3 separate regions of the Mus musculus genome follow, and regions 2 and 3 are each linked to region 1. A link is a contact called in public Hi-C and HiChIP or PLAC-seq data. All regions are on one chromosome and are shown on one strand. Each heading gives the region's core, a stretch centred on a gene start, on an enhancer-like site or on the middle of the called end of the contact. The rest is flanking DNA. Distances are from core to core; before and after follow the strand shown.

Region 1 (4,848 bases), core at 1,223-3,722:
CAATCCAGTGTGCTCAAAGTTTGGAAAACAAAGGGCAGGAGAGCCCAGATTTGTGAGGTCGGCCATAGTCTGCGAGTCTTTCTCTAGTCTTACTATAGCTATAGTTCTTTTAAGAACTACTCGGACTCCATCATAGATATTTCTTAAAAGAGGCTCAAGGGTTTGTTTATAGAAACAGCCTTTGTGAACTACGGCAGCGGTAGGGTCCCTAGCAGGCTCCATCGTGTCACACCCCCCCCCCACCCCAACTCAAGGCTAGGTCGTGATTTTTCGAAGTTAATAGGCACCACCTGCATACATTCTGCAAACATTACTCATCCGCACGCCCTCACTTCCCCAGCCCCTACTCGGAGACTGCATTTAAACTTTTAATCGCGTTCAAATTACTCTACCATCTCTAAAGCACCAGTATGCCACACTGTTTTTCTCGAGAACAAAACCCCCTCCTCCTCCTCCTGCCCGCATACACTGTGGAGAGTTCTCATTCCCAGAGACACCCCCCACCACCACCTACTCCTACCCGACACCACCAAAACAAAAGCTATCAGATTGCAAGCGATAGCAAGCATGAGCGATACTGCTTATTAAGTATGTACAAAGGAAGTGCAGAGCGGGGGGGGGGGGGGGGGAGGTGTTGGCAGTGCACCACAACTTTGGCCACAACAAAACCAAGGCCAGGGCTCCGCGCTCGCAAAACAAAACAACCACCCGTCCACTACCACACTACAGATCCCGTCGCAGCTCAACCCACCGCACACATCTCTCCCCCAGGCTGGGAGTCCGGTTCTCCCCTCGCGGTCGTGTGGCTGTGGATGCACCTAAATCCGCGCTGAACACGTGTGTGTGGAAAAGCACGTCGACTCTGCACAAGGGTGGACGTACCTATCTCCTCTTACTAAGACGCTCTGGGAAAAAAGTGTCCAGAGCTGGATAGAAACTGAGAGCCCCTAAGCCGAGGATCATCCAACCCTCCCCCCACGAAGAAAGTCCCAAGTTCACACTTTCCTAGAGGAAAATGGTGGGCACACCCTGCACCCCAAGGCCACACTGGACTGTCCAAGTTATCAAGCCTTGGGGTAGGTGGGTAGACGCCCACAGGCTCCAGAGAAGCGAAAGGCCAAGAACCTGAGGGGGTCGATGGGCCCAACAAGTTGGGTGATAGGAGGCTGCGCCCTGATGTTTGGAAACGTGTCCTGGGGCCGCGAGGCTTCCAACCATCCTGTATCTCCCCCTCAAGAACAACTTACACCCCGCAGGGTAGGAGGCTCCGAATTGCCGCCACGGAGCACTAGGTCTACCCCAGCAACCACCCGTGGAGCCTCCAAGGGTGCTGTCATGGTGAGCTGCGCGGGATGGGCGCTGGGGTGCCAAGTGGAGCGCCCCGGAGGGGGGGGGGCGAGAGTAGCGGGGTTCCCGAGGCCACCCAGACGCCAACTTCCCCACCAAGCGCCTACGCGGGGGCTGCCCCTGACCCGCCAGCGAGAAGGCACTGCCCACCCACCAGGCCGCGTGCGGGACAGCGCTCCCCGGACAGCGAAAGAGAAAGCCCTAAGGCCCTTCCCGCGCGCAGATGCGCTGAGCTAGGGCTCTAGGAGCTCCTGAGTCGTGAACTCTCGGGCCCTGCTCTACTCCGGCCTTCCGAGAGAGCCCCACCCTCCACTCCCGAGCCCCGAAGTCCGACAGCTGCGCCCGTGGCAACTGGGTTTTCCCAAACAGGGCGCAGCCCCTCGGAGGAAAAGTTCCCGCAGTGGCCGCGGGCGGCGGGCAAATACTCACTTTCTCCACTCGTCGGCCAGAGAGAGAGCGCGGCGGAGAGAAACACGAGCCCCCACAGCGAGGTCGGGGACCCTCCTCCGGAGCCAGACTTCATTCCTTTTATTTGGGACGAAATTCCCTTTTCTCAAAAATAGAAAAAAAAAAAAAAAAGAAAAGAAAAAAAGAAAAAAAAAGTCTCCAACTCAGTCCTCACTCTCGTCCAAAAACAAGAGCGCAGGCGACGATCCTCGGAAAGCGGCGTGGACAAGGAGGGTGGCGCGGGGCGGCCCCTCAGCGCCGGCAGCAGCGGCCCACGGGGCGGCGGAGTCGGGAAGCCGGGGCGCGCCGGGGCGGGCTGTCGGCGTCGTCGGCCTCCATTTGCAAACGCAGAGATGCAGAAGAAGGAGGAAAACTGTACAGAAAGAGGAGCAAAGCCCAAATCGCCGCAGGCGAGGACAAACGCCACCCGATCCCCGGAGGGAACGACCACCGGAGCCTACGCGGCGGGAGAGCGCGACGCAGTTGGCGAGACTGGTCCGAAGTCCCGGGCGCGGGCGAGGCCGGCGAGGGGCAGAAATGCGGAGTGGAAATGAATGAGCGGTTCCCCCTCCTCCGGCTCCTCCTCCTCCTCTGGGCTCCGCTCGCCGCCGCCTCCTCCCTCAGCGCCGCCGCCGCGAGCTCCTTCCCAAATCCAGGACACACACAAAGCGGCGGCCGCGCAGCGCTCAGCGCTCCCGCCGCCCCGCGTCGGCCCCCGCCCGCCGCCGACTCCGTGCGCGGGGGCTCCGGCTCGCTGAAGGTCAAAGCCGAGCACGCCGCGTGCCGTGGAGCTCTCGCAGGCACGGGGAGAGGCGTGGAGGGTCCGGAGAGCGGGGCCGAGGGTCTGCGAGCGCCGGGCGCGCCGGGACAGGCTCGCAGGCAGCTTCCCTGTCGCTCGCCTCTCTCGAGTTCGCCCGGTGCGCTCGCTCCTCCTCGGTTCCCCCCCCCCCTCCTTTTTTTTTCCGCTCAGCGGAGTTAATGCTGGTAAACAAGAACCTCAGCCTCACCGCGCCGCCGCCGCCGCCGCCACACACTGGGGGCTCTACGCGCGCGCTCTCGGGGCCGCGCACACGTGCCCGCGCGCACACTCCAAGCGGCTACAGCCGCAGTCCCGGCGCGCCGAGGGCCGGGCCCCGACTCGGCAGGCGCCAAGAGCCGGAGTTCGGGATCGCAGGGACGTGCGGAGCGGAGCGCGGGCGTGGGGAGCCGGGCCCAGGAGGCACCGCCCCCCGCGCCTCCACCCGCGCCGGCCCCCGCGCGCACACTGAGCCACGCGCGCGCCCACGCTTCCGCCCCCACCCGCACTGCGCCGGCCGGCCCTGTCCGCACCCTCCCCTCCCGCAGGACTCCAAAAAACAATGCCCGGGGCGCCGGTGGGACTCGGTGGCCAGGGGGGCGGCGGCAGGGCGGGCGGGCAGCAGAGCGGGCGGGCTGCGGGCGCGGTGGGCGGGGAGTGCGGCCTCGGAGCTTCATTGAAAACAACAACAGCGCGGCTGGAGAGCGCGCTGGCCGACTCCGTGAAAAAGCTTCATTGTTTCTTGCAGCTGTTGCAAAATAAATAAATAAGTGCATGCATGCGGCATTTTTTTCGCAGTGTGGTGGAAAGCCCGGACGCGACGGGAGGGGCACACCTGGGGGAAAGGGGACCCCTGAAGACTGCTACGCAAGGCACTTTCCACGCCAGGCTTGGGCGCCCGTGGCGGCGCTCCTTGGGTGTTCCGGTGCTTGCGCGCAGTCGGGGAGCGGACAGGGTGCGGTCCGCGAGGCTCTATTCTCGAAGCACAGCGATTCCACCGCGGGCCCCCAGCCCTGGAAAGGGAACCCAGACAGGCGGCCCCTCGTGCCCAGGACCCGTCTCCGCGGCGGCCGCCAGAGGGCGCGACCGCAGCCTGGGAGGGCTGGCTCCGGGAATGTCGCCTCCCTCCCTCCGGGGGAGGAAATGTGGGGGCCCCGAGTCGGGGACCGACTCGGCTGGGTCGTGCTAGCCGGGCCTCCCAGCCCCATTCCTCTCCCGCCCTGAGGGCGCTCCACCGCATCGTGCTGGTCCGTGCTCCACCACGTGGGCAGCTGCGGAGAAGGACCGCAGCGCGTGTCAGGCTGCGGGAACCCGCAGCTGGGGGGCGTGTCCGAGGGCTTCCCAGGGAGGGGATTGCGGGCGGGGACCCTAACCCGGACAACGTCGTCTGGCTCGGGTCCCAGTCTTAGGAATGTGCGGCCGCCACCCGGAATCGGTGGCCACTGCAGAAACCCACCCGCACCTGCCTCCATTCCCCCCTCCCCTCCGCGTCCCTCTAGCTTCATTTGATCTGTAAGTGACTTGAAACTAGCACCAGCCCAAGTCTCCTCGGTGTTTTTTCTCAACTGTGCCAGGGGAGAGGTTTCCCCAAGACGAGGCTTTCCCAGGACTGCCATCTAATGAACAAACACTGCGGAGGCCAGGTCCTCAAAGGGGGAGAAACCAGCAATGGCTAGAGAAAGGAGTTTGAAATACGTGGACTTTTAAAAATAGTGATTTGATCACGTGTCGCCCTTAATGCGGTCGGGCTTCATGACTCAGGCTAATTGATATCCACGATAAATAAAAAGATGGCTCATAAGAGTTGGGAATGTCTGGATCAAATAGAAGTGTTTGTCTTATAAACAGTCGGACTGTCTGGTTGGTGGAGAGGACCAGTTCTGTAGCAAAGAAAGGTTTCTTTCATTACTCAAATAGTAAAAGATTTCGGCATTGCATTTATATGCACCCCATCTTTCATAAGGGATTTTTTTTTTTTTTTTTTTTTTTTTTTTTTACTAAATTTAGAGCTGAAAACAAATCAAAAGCTACCGTAAAGGAAACTAAGCCCATATTTTTCTGTATCATCTGAATCAGTTTTTCCCTTGGAAATGTTGAGCTACGTTCAGTGAATCGGTTCTATAGAAGGAACGTTTCCGAAGGAAGGAAAGAAAAGTACATACATAGGGCTGTTTTGTTTACCGGAAACTTGCCTTGTTTTTAAAATAAATTGTGCCAGTTTTAGATGTTCCTGAACGTTAAGAAATAAATACATTAGA
Region 2 (4,848 bases), core at 1,598-4,097, 370 kb before region 1:
AACAATGACGTTGAGAACAAAGAGAACAATCCTTTCCCCAAAGGACTGAACCTTAAAAGGAAAAAGAAAGAGGGGCCCCCAGCAAGTGAGACCAGACAGGAAGTGGTACGCAAGCGGCAGGGCCAGGTGAGGCAGGCTGCTTTCTATGAAGATGAAGTCGCAGTGCTATTGACTCATTACAAGGTAATAAGGAGTAACAGTGTCAGGGAAGACTTGAGCCCACAGACGAACCCCATAAGTCCACAGAGCATGACAAAGGGGGTCTGCTGAGAGTGGCAGAATAGGAAGTTGCCTCCAGGGCAGCCAGGTCAACCATTCCATGAGATGCTCTGTGTCCTGAAATAACCCAAGCTGCCATTTTAACACCATGGCATCCTTGCCCTGCCTGTGGGTGGCGGGGGTAAGGGAGTGTGGGATTGTTGCACAGCAAAAGTCACAGAGTTTTGAAACTTGTGACAGATGTCAAGCACACCTAGAATCCCAACCCCAGAGCATTACAAGGACTCAAGGCCTACCTTGAACTAAGCTATATAATAGAAACCTCCTGCCCACCCATGGCAGAATGATCCAAGAAAGCAAACCACCCTGTGGTCAAAGTTAGGCCCATCTCGTTGGAAGCTTTCTCTCTTTTTTTTTAAGATTTATTTATTTAATGTATATGAGTATACACTGTAGCTGTACAGATGGTCATGAGCCTTCATCTGGTTGTTGGGAATTGAATTTAGGACCTCTGCTCTCTCCAGTCAACCCTGCTCGCTCCGGCCAATCGCACCCGCCAAAGATTTACTTATTATTATAAATAAGTGCACTGTGGCTGACTTCAGACGCACCAGAAGAGGGCATTATATCTCATTACAGCTGGTTGTGAGTTACTGTGTGGTTGATGGGATTTGAACTCAGGACCTTCAGAAGAGCAGCCAGTGCTCTTACCCGCTGGGCCATCTCACCAGGCCCCGGAAGCTTTCTCTGATGCAAGCCAAAATGATGGTATGTTCCTGTCTATGAGTCTTCTGAGCACAGGGCCTAGGAAGGGCAAATGTGTCGCTGAGATCCGGCCTCTCTTCTGGATTCACATGAGACATGGCTACATGGTCATGTCTGGCTACACAGCCAGACCATGACGGATTATTAATCCTACAAACAGCCCTCGAGGCAGCACAAATAACTGAGAAAATGCAGCGTAAAGGATGAAAGCAGCCAGCCATTGACACGAGGAATGTATCATGGTGCTGAGTTTTCTTCCTACAACTAAGCTATGTGACAGCCAAGGTGCATGTGTGGGCATGGACGCAGGCGTGGGCATGGACGCACGTCCATGCGTGTGTGTGTGTGTGTGTGTGTGTGTGCGTGCGTGTGCGTGTGCGTGTGCGTGTGTGTACCTCCAGATCCACGCCCACATGTTGTCACCTGACTTTCATCAGCTGGGGAGGGTCTTGCTTACAGGCGCAGACACTGAAGCTCAAAAAGTTTAAGTGAGAATGTGGACCGATTTTACTGTCTCCTTCGAAAGACAACTTGAGACAGCTGGCCTAGGGCTATCTCAAGATGCTGGCCGGGGTTAACAGGCCAGGGCTCCTCCATCCCAAACAGCACACCTACTTAACCAGCCCAAACAGCAGTTACATCCCTCCTGCTTCCTCATCCACCAGACCTGAGGCTTTGGGAAAGGAACCATCCACTGCCAGCAACAGTGCGCAGTTTTACTGTCAGCTTTACTTATTTACGTTGTATGTTCCTGTTTAGGGAGTGTGTTTATATGTTGGTGTGTGGGTGTGTGCATGCCCATGTGTGAAAGAAAGTGTATGTGAGTGAGTGTGTGTGTGTGTGTGTGTGTGTGTGTGTGTGTGTGTGTGTGTGTGCGCGAGCGCACGCGCACGTGCACCAGAGGTCCACACTAGATATCACTCTTCAGGTGCCGTCCCCTTTAATTTTTGAGACAGAGAGAATATCTCACTGAATCTGGAGCTCACCAAAGGCTGGCTGACCTGTGAGCCCAGGAATCCGTGTGCCCCTGACTCTTCGGCTCTGGGATTGCATGTGCCACCATGTCCCACTTTCTATGTGGGTTCCAGGTGTTGAACTCAGGTCCTCATGCCTGCATGACAAGCGCTTTACCAACTAAGCCACCTACCCCAGGTTTATGTTTAATACCAGACCCAAATCGTCCTCATCATCTTCAACACCATCACCTGTAGCTGCGGGATCTCAGCTTCATTTCCTGGGAGATCTCGGCCATTCAGCCTTCTTTGAGATTCAGTTCAGGGGAGGAGAGACTGAGTGAGCTCTAAAACACTGTCTGTTATTATCGTTGTATGTCTATGTGTTCTCTCTCTCTCTCTCTGTCTTTCACACACACACACACACACACACACACACACACACATACACATACATACATGCACCATGCGCACACATGCACATTAGGACAAGATGTACATGTGTAGACACATGGTACACATATGGCGGCCACAGGACAACTTTGTGGAGTCAGTTCTTTCCTTCCACCTTAACATGGAGTCGGGGGAATCGAACTTAGGTCATCAGGCCGCCACGGCAACCACTTTTACCCACTGATCCACCATACTGACACACTTTAAAAACAGTTAATAAGGCAGCTTGCAATGCCATAACATCCGGCACCAAGGGTCCAGGGTCCACAAACTTCCTCGTTGGTGCAGAATGTGAAGATATGTCACCCTCATCTGGAGCCAGCTCTTAGAAGAGGAAGGCACGTTCAGATCTGACGGATTCCCTTTCTATCTCAGACAGTGGCAGCCAGATGAAGTTCAGCTTTGAGACAAGCTGGTCTCAGAGCTAATGGGTATCATCTGGGAGGCTGTGTTTTTTTTTCAACTTATGAAACCAGAGGGAAAGTGGAGTAGAGAGCAGACTCCATGTGGCAGAGGGGAAGCATCCAATCAAACACTGGCAAGAGAAGAAGGCAGAAAAGGGAGTGTGCTTAATTTGTCCAATTCCATTACAGGAAGGAAAAAATGCGTGACATGTGATTTTGACTTATAAGCATTTCCGAAAACATCAAACTAAGATCCATTTCTAAGCTCTCACTGGGACCACTAATTACATTAACAAAGAGAGCATTAAAGACGCTTTTTCTAGTAATTTGTGAAAAATAAGTCGCTAAGAAAAAAACCTATTAAAAAAAAAAAAAAGCAAGCAAAGACAAAGCCTTACCAACAAGTACGGGGTGGGGTGAGAGCACAGAATGTCACAGCGCACGTTGTTAAGTTCTTTCTATTCAGAACATAAACAACTGTACAGCGCACACTCAGAAACTCAGAGGTGGGCTCCTAATCTAAACTTGGAAGGGATGGGAAGTGAGAAAAGCAACCACTCTCATTCTGGAACATTCTATCAGAGTCTGATCAGCACTCAGCACCAGCACCAGCAGTCACCAAATAGCCACTGTGCCCACAAAGGGCCTGGGGCAACATGCGTCGTGTTCCTTTGCTGAGTCTCGAGGCAGCACTAGTTTTCTGGAAGAAAACCTTGCAGAACATCTATAATAACATCTACCGAGTCTACTGAATCCGGGTGTAATTTTTTTAAACAGGCAGCTTACAGAATGGGAAAAGAGCCGTGCATGTTTCTTAATCACAAATATGTGACAAATGGCTCGCACCGAGAATATGTGGGAAACACATTTCAACAACAAAAGTTCAAATATCCCAGTCTAAAAGTGGGCTCAGGAAGGATCAACAGGCATTCTTCCAAGAAGAGCATATGTCTTAGTTAGGGTTTTACTGCTGTGAACAGACACCATGACCAAGGCAAAACTTATTAAAAAACATTTAGTTGAAGCTGGCTTACAGGTTCAGAGATTCAGTCCTTTATCACCAAAGTGGGAGCATGGCAGCATCCAGGCAGGCATTGTGCAGGCAGAGATGAGAGTTCTACATCTTCATCTGAAGGCTGCTAGCAGAATACTGACTTCCAGGCAGCTAGGATGAAGATTTTAAAGTTACAGTGACCCACCTACTCAACAGGGTCATAGTGCTATTCCCTGGGCAGAGCACATACAGACCATCACAACATACAAATGGCCCATGAACATAAAGAAGGATGCTCAGTATCCTTAGCCATCAGGGACTGCACATCCACACATCAACAGGGTACCACTTCACACCTACAGGATGATGTATGAGCTCCTGGTCTGCTGCTGTGGTGAAAACACCATTACCTCAAGCACCTTAAGGAAGAAAAGGGTTATTGTGCCTTAAAGTTCCAGAAGGACAGAGGATATCATGGTGGGAAAGAGATGGTGACAGGTCGGGGAAAGCAAGACAGCAGGAGCAGGAAACTGGCTGGTCACATTAAACCCAGACATGGGAAGCAGAGAGAGACAGAGACACAGACTCAGAGACAGACAGGCAGACAGACAGACAGACAGACAGACAGACAGAGAACAGGATGTGGGACAGGATCCTAAAACCTCAATGCCCTCCTCCAGTGACATGTTTCAGCAAAGCTCTATTTCTTAAAGGTTCCATAACCCCACACACAGCACAATTAACTGGGGGTCAAGTGTTCAAGTACTTGGAACTGTGGGGGACATTCCCATGCCCACCACAGATGGAGACTAGAGGAAGTATACGACAGTTCATATTGCTGAGGACATGGAGAGACTGAAGCCTGTGGACACTGCCGGTGGGAAAGTCAGGTGGTACAGTTACTGTGCAGGGAATCCTGGCAGTTCCTCAAAACATGAAATGGAGAGATACCAGGCTGGAGAGATACCAGGCTGGAGAGATTAAAGCGGTTAAAGGCACTAACTGCTCTTCCAGAGGCCCTGAGTTCAATTCCCAGCAACCACATGGCGGCTCACAACCA
Region 3 (4,848 bases), core at 616-3,115, 270 kb before region 1:
AGCAGAGTTCTAATAGAAACTTCAAGTCGGATGCCAACGAACCAAGGGAAGTCCTAAGCATCATTTTCTTCTACAAACAAGGCCAAGGTAAAAACAGTATAAAGCCCATGACGTACCTCCATCACTCCCACAAGGTCACAAACCTTTGCAAAGCTTCCTCGTCCTCGAGAGTTACATGGGCCAGCTGGCACACAGGACAGAAGAGAAAGGCTGCTCATGCAGCCACCGTCCTGACCAGCAAAGGCCTGGGAGTAGACAGTGGAGGAGACCCTAAGCAAGTGAAGGTGTGTATTGCTGACACGTGCAAGGCCATGTCAAGGACCCCAATGCCCCAGTCCCATGGGAGTGGCAAAGTCTACCCCAGTGATGCTTGCTTAGAGAGATGGTAAAGCCTTCCCCTGAGGTCCGAGTTGCAAGTGCTGACAGTGTGTGCAGAATATGTCCACTGTCACGTCCTTCCCCTGGAAGTTTACAGCCTCAAGACGGCTTCCCTGCAGAGATGGCTAAACCTGCCTCCATGTTCAGCTGTATATAATAATCCTGCTTCCTTGTTTATCTGCATGCAGTAATCTGCCTCTCTGTTCAAATATATACGCTAAACATACTGAGCTTCCAGAGCCCAGTCCACGCAGTCCCCGTTTCTCTATACCCAAGTGCACACTCTTTGTTCATTCCCTTGATGCCCTCGTCAAGTCATAGTTCTGCAACCCAGGCCATGCAGTGAACCACACCTGGGCTCTGACGGATGGACAGACACACAGGCCCGACAGAAAACAAGGACAGGGTGGTCATGATTCTGAGGGAAAGGGGTACCTAGCAGCTCTCAATCACAGGCGTGTGAGACCAAAGCACTCTCCACCTATGCTCCTCCAGGAAACTGTGTTTTATAAAAACTCCTGGCTCAACAGACGCTTTACACTAAAACCCACAAATGGAAGTTCGAACATATAGGAATCTCAAAGCACCCTGAACAGGCTTCTAACATTCTACCAGGCTGATCACTGGGCCACCAGGACACTTCTTTACAAAGCAAATAATCCCACAGGGGTAAAGGCGTGTGAAAGCAACCTATTGGTAGGCATGAAGTTGCCTGTGCAGAGAAAGCCACTCTTGCCCATCTGGCCAGCTTCCTTGGACTCTGTAGGATCAAGTCAGGCCAGGTGGAAGGTAGTTATCTTAAAACTGAAAAAAGGTGCATTGGAGATCCACCTCCAAGAATTAAGCACTCTGGAGGCCCAGGGTGAAGCCAACCAATTACAGCGGAGCCAGGTGCAGCTTGGAGCCTGTTGTTAGCGGAATTGTACCAGAGCAGAGCTGGTTACACAGCACCTGTGGCTGTTTCTAAGCTCCTTTGTAGGCTGAGTAGTTGAGACAGCGGCTGTTTAGCTAGGAACCTTACAATATTTACTGCCTACTCCTCTGGAGGTAAAGAAAAATCCCAATTAAGTGGCCAATGTCTCGACGGAGGAAAACAAACTGGACCAAAGACCAGGCTAACTAGGTATTCTCACTGGCTCTAAGTGACTGGTCCTAGTGGCACATGACAGGTTGCAGGTAGGTACTAAAAGCTCTAGGCCCGGGAGTCACGTCAGTCCCCGAGAGCCAGAGATGTCTCTTTACTCCAATGATTACAACACATCCTCATTGTATGCATAAGGGAAAAGCACCAACCACAGCATTTGATCATTTGTCTGAAGTCACACAGGGAGTGAGCTGGAACGGCGTGAGGCTGTCAGACAATGCAGCTTTACTGTAAGTAACCATGGTCTTGCTAGCAGACGGCGCTCTCCCGACTGTCTACAGACAGTCAGATCTCCTGAGCCGGCTTGCTCTGGTTAGCTGCTGCAGAAGCTTGTTCTCCCCGGTCCCCATCATTTCCCGAAGGATTAATCGGAATGGGAAGCAGACACAAGGAGCTTAGCTCCGTGGCCAGGCTGCAATTTCCTCTCTGGCTGACAGGCCTAGCCCTGAATAGAAAAGTGCAACCGGGGGCAAGAACATGAGATGTGTCTGGCCCCAAGCCCCGTGGCCAGGGGTGGGGGGTGGGGCTGAGGAGGTGCCACGGGCAGGGTAGGGATGAGGTGACATCAGTAAAAACAAGCCATGTGATGCCTCTTTTAAATCATCCCAGAGTCAGCCCTTCCAGGGCTGCCCATAAAAGGAAGTCTTTTTTGCTCTGTGCGATTTAAGACCTTGTTTTTTTTTTGTTTTGTTTTTTTTAAATACTCTTTCCACAAGAAAACTCTCCAGTAGACTCTGGGATTAATAAGCTGATAAAATGCTCCCTCTAAAAAGCACACTTTAAAACCACTGGACAGCTCTGATGAGCTGGAGCCGCGATTTACAGAATATGTCCCTCTGTGAAGGTGCACACCTATCCCTCTAGAAGTGAGTGCTATCCTGGGGTGTACGCCCACCGCTATGCCCATTCCTCACTTGGCTTCTGAGCCCCCAAGCACACCCCGTGTCTTCAGCTGGACAGGCTGCCATCTATGTGAGGCACTGGCAAACTGAAATATGCCCAGGACCTCATGTATACAGTACCCCTGCTGCCGCCTGTTAGTACTGTACCAGGTAGTAGTGACTCTTAGCAGGGATCAGACTTTCAGAAGGGCCTACGGGACTGAGTGGGTCCTCCTCTAGCATCTCAAGCAACTAAGGTTGTTTTAGGGCCAGGACCTAGACGGGGATGCTATATAGCCCAGTTGCTGGCACACAGTCGATGCCAGGGACCGTCCAGCAGACACTGTCACCTGCCTGTGATGACTCTATTCAATTTATCTCGACAAAACCAGACTGGGATTCCCAGCCTCCTGGGGGTGGAGAGGAAAAGTACAGAAGTAGTCAGATTGGACTGAGTATGTCTCAGCTGCATCTGAGCTGGTGACGCTCGGCTAGTAAAACGTTCAAGTTCCTTCCTGAATCCCGCATCCCGAAGACTTGGCATGTGAGCTCTGGAGATGTTAATGGATCAAATGGATCAATTCTGTGGCTGAGCTTACATCGTCGTCCCATTCTGCAGCACGAGGGCTGGAACCTGTTTCAGGATCTCCAGGTTCCGTGAACTCTGGGACTGGCCCCTGACCTCAGCAGGGTTCACTGACAAATCTGTGTCCAAAGCCCTGAAACCCAGGGGTAAAGATGGGAATGATAGGCTCCCCTGACCCAGCCTCACAGAATTTGCTAGATCAATTCAAACTGAGCTATTGCACTGACAGTCAGACCTGGATACCCTGGTGTTTGGTGGCAGCCTTTCCTCTAAAGCTAGAACACTTTGTAATACACAAGGCTGGATACTTAGCTACTCCTGAAGCAGACTGGTTCATGTGTAGGGACGACGAGACCAAAGCATGGCCAGAGAAAGGGCTGTTCCTGCCTCAGAACCACACCATGGAAGTCCTTCCTCTACGTGTGAGACCCAACAGGCTTCAGACTACTCCCAAGAGTGTTTGCTTACTGTGCCAAAAAAAAAAAAAAAAAATCCTTTCACAGAACACATCTTCCTCTCATCAGCGTCTCAGCCAAATCAGGGCACCACACTCCCTACTGGAGCAGCCCGGCTCCCTTCCCTTCACTCTGTTCTTTTCTTAGAAAGGAGACCGATCTGCCAAGGGGGTTCTGAATGGCAAAGCAAAAAGGCCTCCTGAATCAATCATTTCGCATCCAAGAGCGGCCTCCGTGTGTAAGCTTCCTCCTCTCTATGCTGGGAACAGGAAGTCCACTGCCTTTCCCATAGCAGGTGGCTCCTTCCCAAGCATATTAAATTCATACCAAAAAAAAAAAAAAAAATCCAGGCAGCTGGGGATGGATCAACTTCAGGAGTTCCATGAGTTTCTCAGACAAATGTTTGCTCCAGCATAAAAGAAAAGAAAAAAACCAACAATACCTCTCCTGTGACCAGGCCCAAACCACAGGAACAAAACTCACACCTGCTCTTTTGAACGGTTTCTCAGCTCGTGAGACAGTGCTGATCCTGGTATCCTAACCAAGGCTGGTGGGGCACACCCTTACACAGACTCAGAGGCAGCCATGCTCCTACTCCATCCTTTCACCTTTGCCCACATACTGACTATTCTCGCAATGGACGAGTAGGACTGCCCTGCACCACTGAGGTCAAAGTAAAGCTATAACAGCACTCAGAACCCAGAGCTTCTCTAGGCAGGCCCCCTGCATCCTGTACGCCTTCGGAGGTCAGTTTAGAAAGGCCACAGTGGCAGTGTTCTCCGTGAAGATGCTGCAGGGCACAGCAGGCCACGGACCAGTCAGTGGCTCAATATGGCCTGCTGTCTATTCAGTTTTGTAAGGCCCTCCCAAGCAAGAGGGTTTTTTTTTTTTACACTTGCCAACAGCTGGGGCAAAAACAAACAAATTAACAAGTCCCCCACGCCCCACCCCCAAATAGGAGTATTTTATAAGAAGAAAACGAGAGGAATTCAAATTCCAATATAAAGTTTTAGTTGGGCACCAGCAGTAACACTGGCTGCAATCCAAGCACTAGGGGAGTTTGAGGCAGGAAGATTATCCTAAATACCTGGGCTACACTGACTCCATCCTTGTTGATTCCTGAATCATAGTGGCAGAGCAGAGGGGCTGGAAGGAAGAGTGAGCGTGCGGTCCCCAGCACCACCAATCCTCTCCAGTGTATTAGAGAAATCCTCTCAGTCTATGGAGTGGTCCACAGAGAAGCCACGGCCTCTCCCACTACACAGAACCATCACTGTTCCTACCGCCCTGTAGTAAATCCGATCTCCTTACAATCACCCCACGTACCGGAGTATCTTCATCTGCGGGAAGCCCTGCCTCTGACCAGCAGCTATCTTCTGGAGACCCTGAGCTAGCTAGTGTCAC

What was found. A called contact is a pair of places that touch in the nucleus more often than the background predicts. HiChIP or PLAC-seq counts read pairs in DNA pulled down with a chosen protein or histone mark.
Region 2: an H3K4me3 HiChIP or PLAC-seq map of craniofacial prominence shows a contact between it and region 1, with 4 times the contacts expected there. The contact joins the enhancer-like site here to the promoter of Igf1r in region 1. A contact is called at or near these places in 1 of 39 promoter capture datasets (neural stem cells), 1 of 15 datasets of contacts at CTCF or cohesin (the NIH/3T3 cell line), 2 of 484 Hi-C or Micro-C datasets (embryonic fibroblasts and embryonic stem cells), 17 of 115 datasets of contacts at active chromatin or transcription factors (the NIH/3T3 cell line, Th17 cells, craniofacial prominence and 11 more) and 1 of 9 other capture datasets (liver).
Region 3: a Hi-C map of uterus shows a contact between it and region 1, with 4 times the contacts expected there. The contact joins the enhancer-like site here to the promoter of Igf1r in region 1. A contact is called at or near these places in 1 of 39 promoter capture datasets (neural stem cells), 5 of 484 Hi-C or Micro-C datasets (cerebral cortex, forebrain, rod photoreceptor and 1 more), 13 of 115 datasets of contacts at active chromatin or transcription factors (T-cell acute lymphoblastic leukemia, bone marrow-derived macrophages, cardiomyocytes and 10 more) and 3 of 9 other capture datasets (adipose tissue, embryonic stem cells and pancreatic islet).

The regions. Positions count from the first base shown.
Region 1 is chr7:67,949,881-67,954,728 of GRCm38.p6, reverse strand. Igf1r (insulin-like growth factor I receptor) reads right to left here and starts at 2,472. Exons shown (of 21, transcript NM_010513.2): 1 at 1,777-2,472. The coding sequence starts at 1,870.
Region 2 is chr7:68,324,425-68,329,272 of GRCm38.p6, reverse strand. It overlaps Fam169b (family with sequence similarity 169, member B), which reads right to left. Exons shown (of 9, transcript NM_001374636.1): 5 at 1-51. Among named protein-coding and RNA genes, the nearest start is that of Gm16158, 26 kb to the left of the region's middle. Within about 2 kb of position 2,847, at least 4 of the 459 cell types and tissues checked have an H3K27ac peak or open chromatin away from gene starts, as enhancers often do. A contact at or near this core is called in craniofacial prominence, where this site is marked.
Region 3 is chr7:68,220,643-68,225,490 of GRCm38.p6, reverse strand. The region is part of intron 20 of Igf1r (insulin-like growth factor I receptor); the gene reads right to left. Among named protein-coding and RNA genes, the nearest start is that of Pgpep1l, 41 kb to the left of the region's middle. Within about 2 kb of position 1,865, at least 70 of the 459 cell types and tissues checked have an H3K27ac peak or open chromatin away from gene starts, as enhancers often do. A contact at or near this core is called in T-cell acute lymphoblastic leukemia, adipose tissue, craniofacial prominence and 2 more, where this site is marked.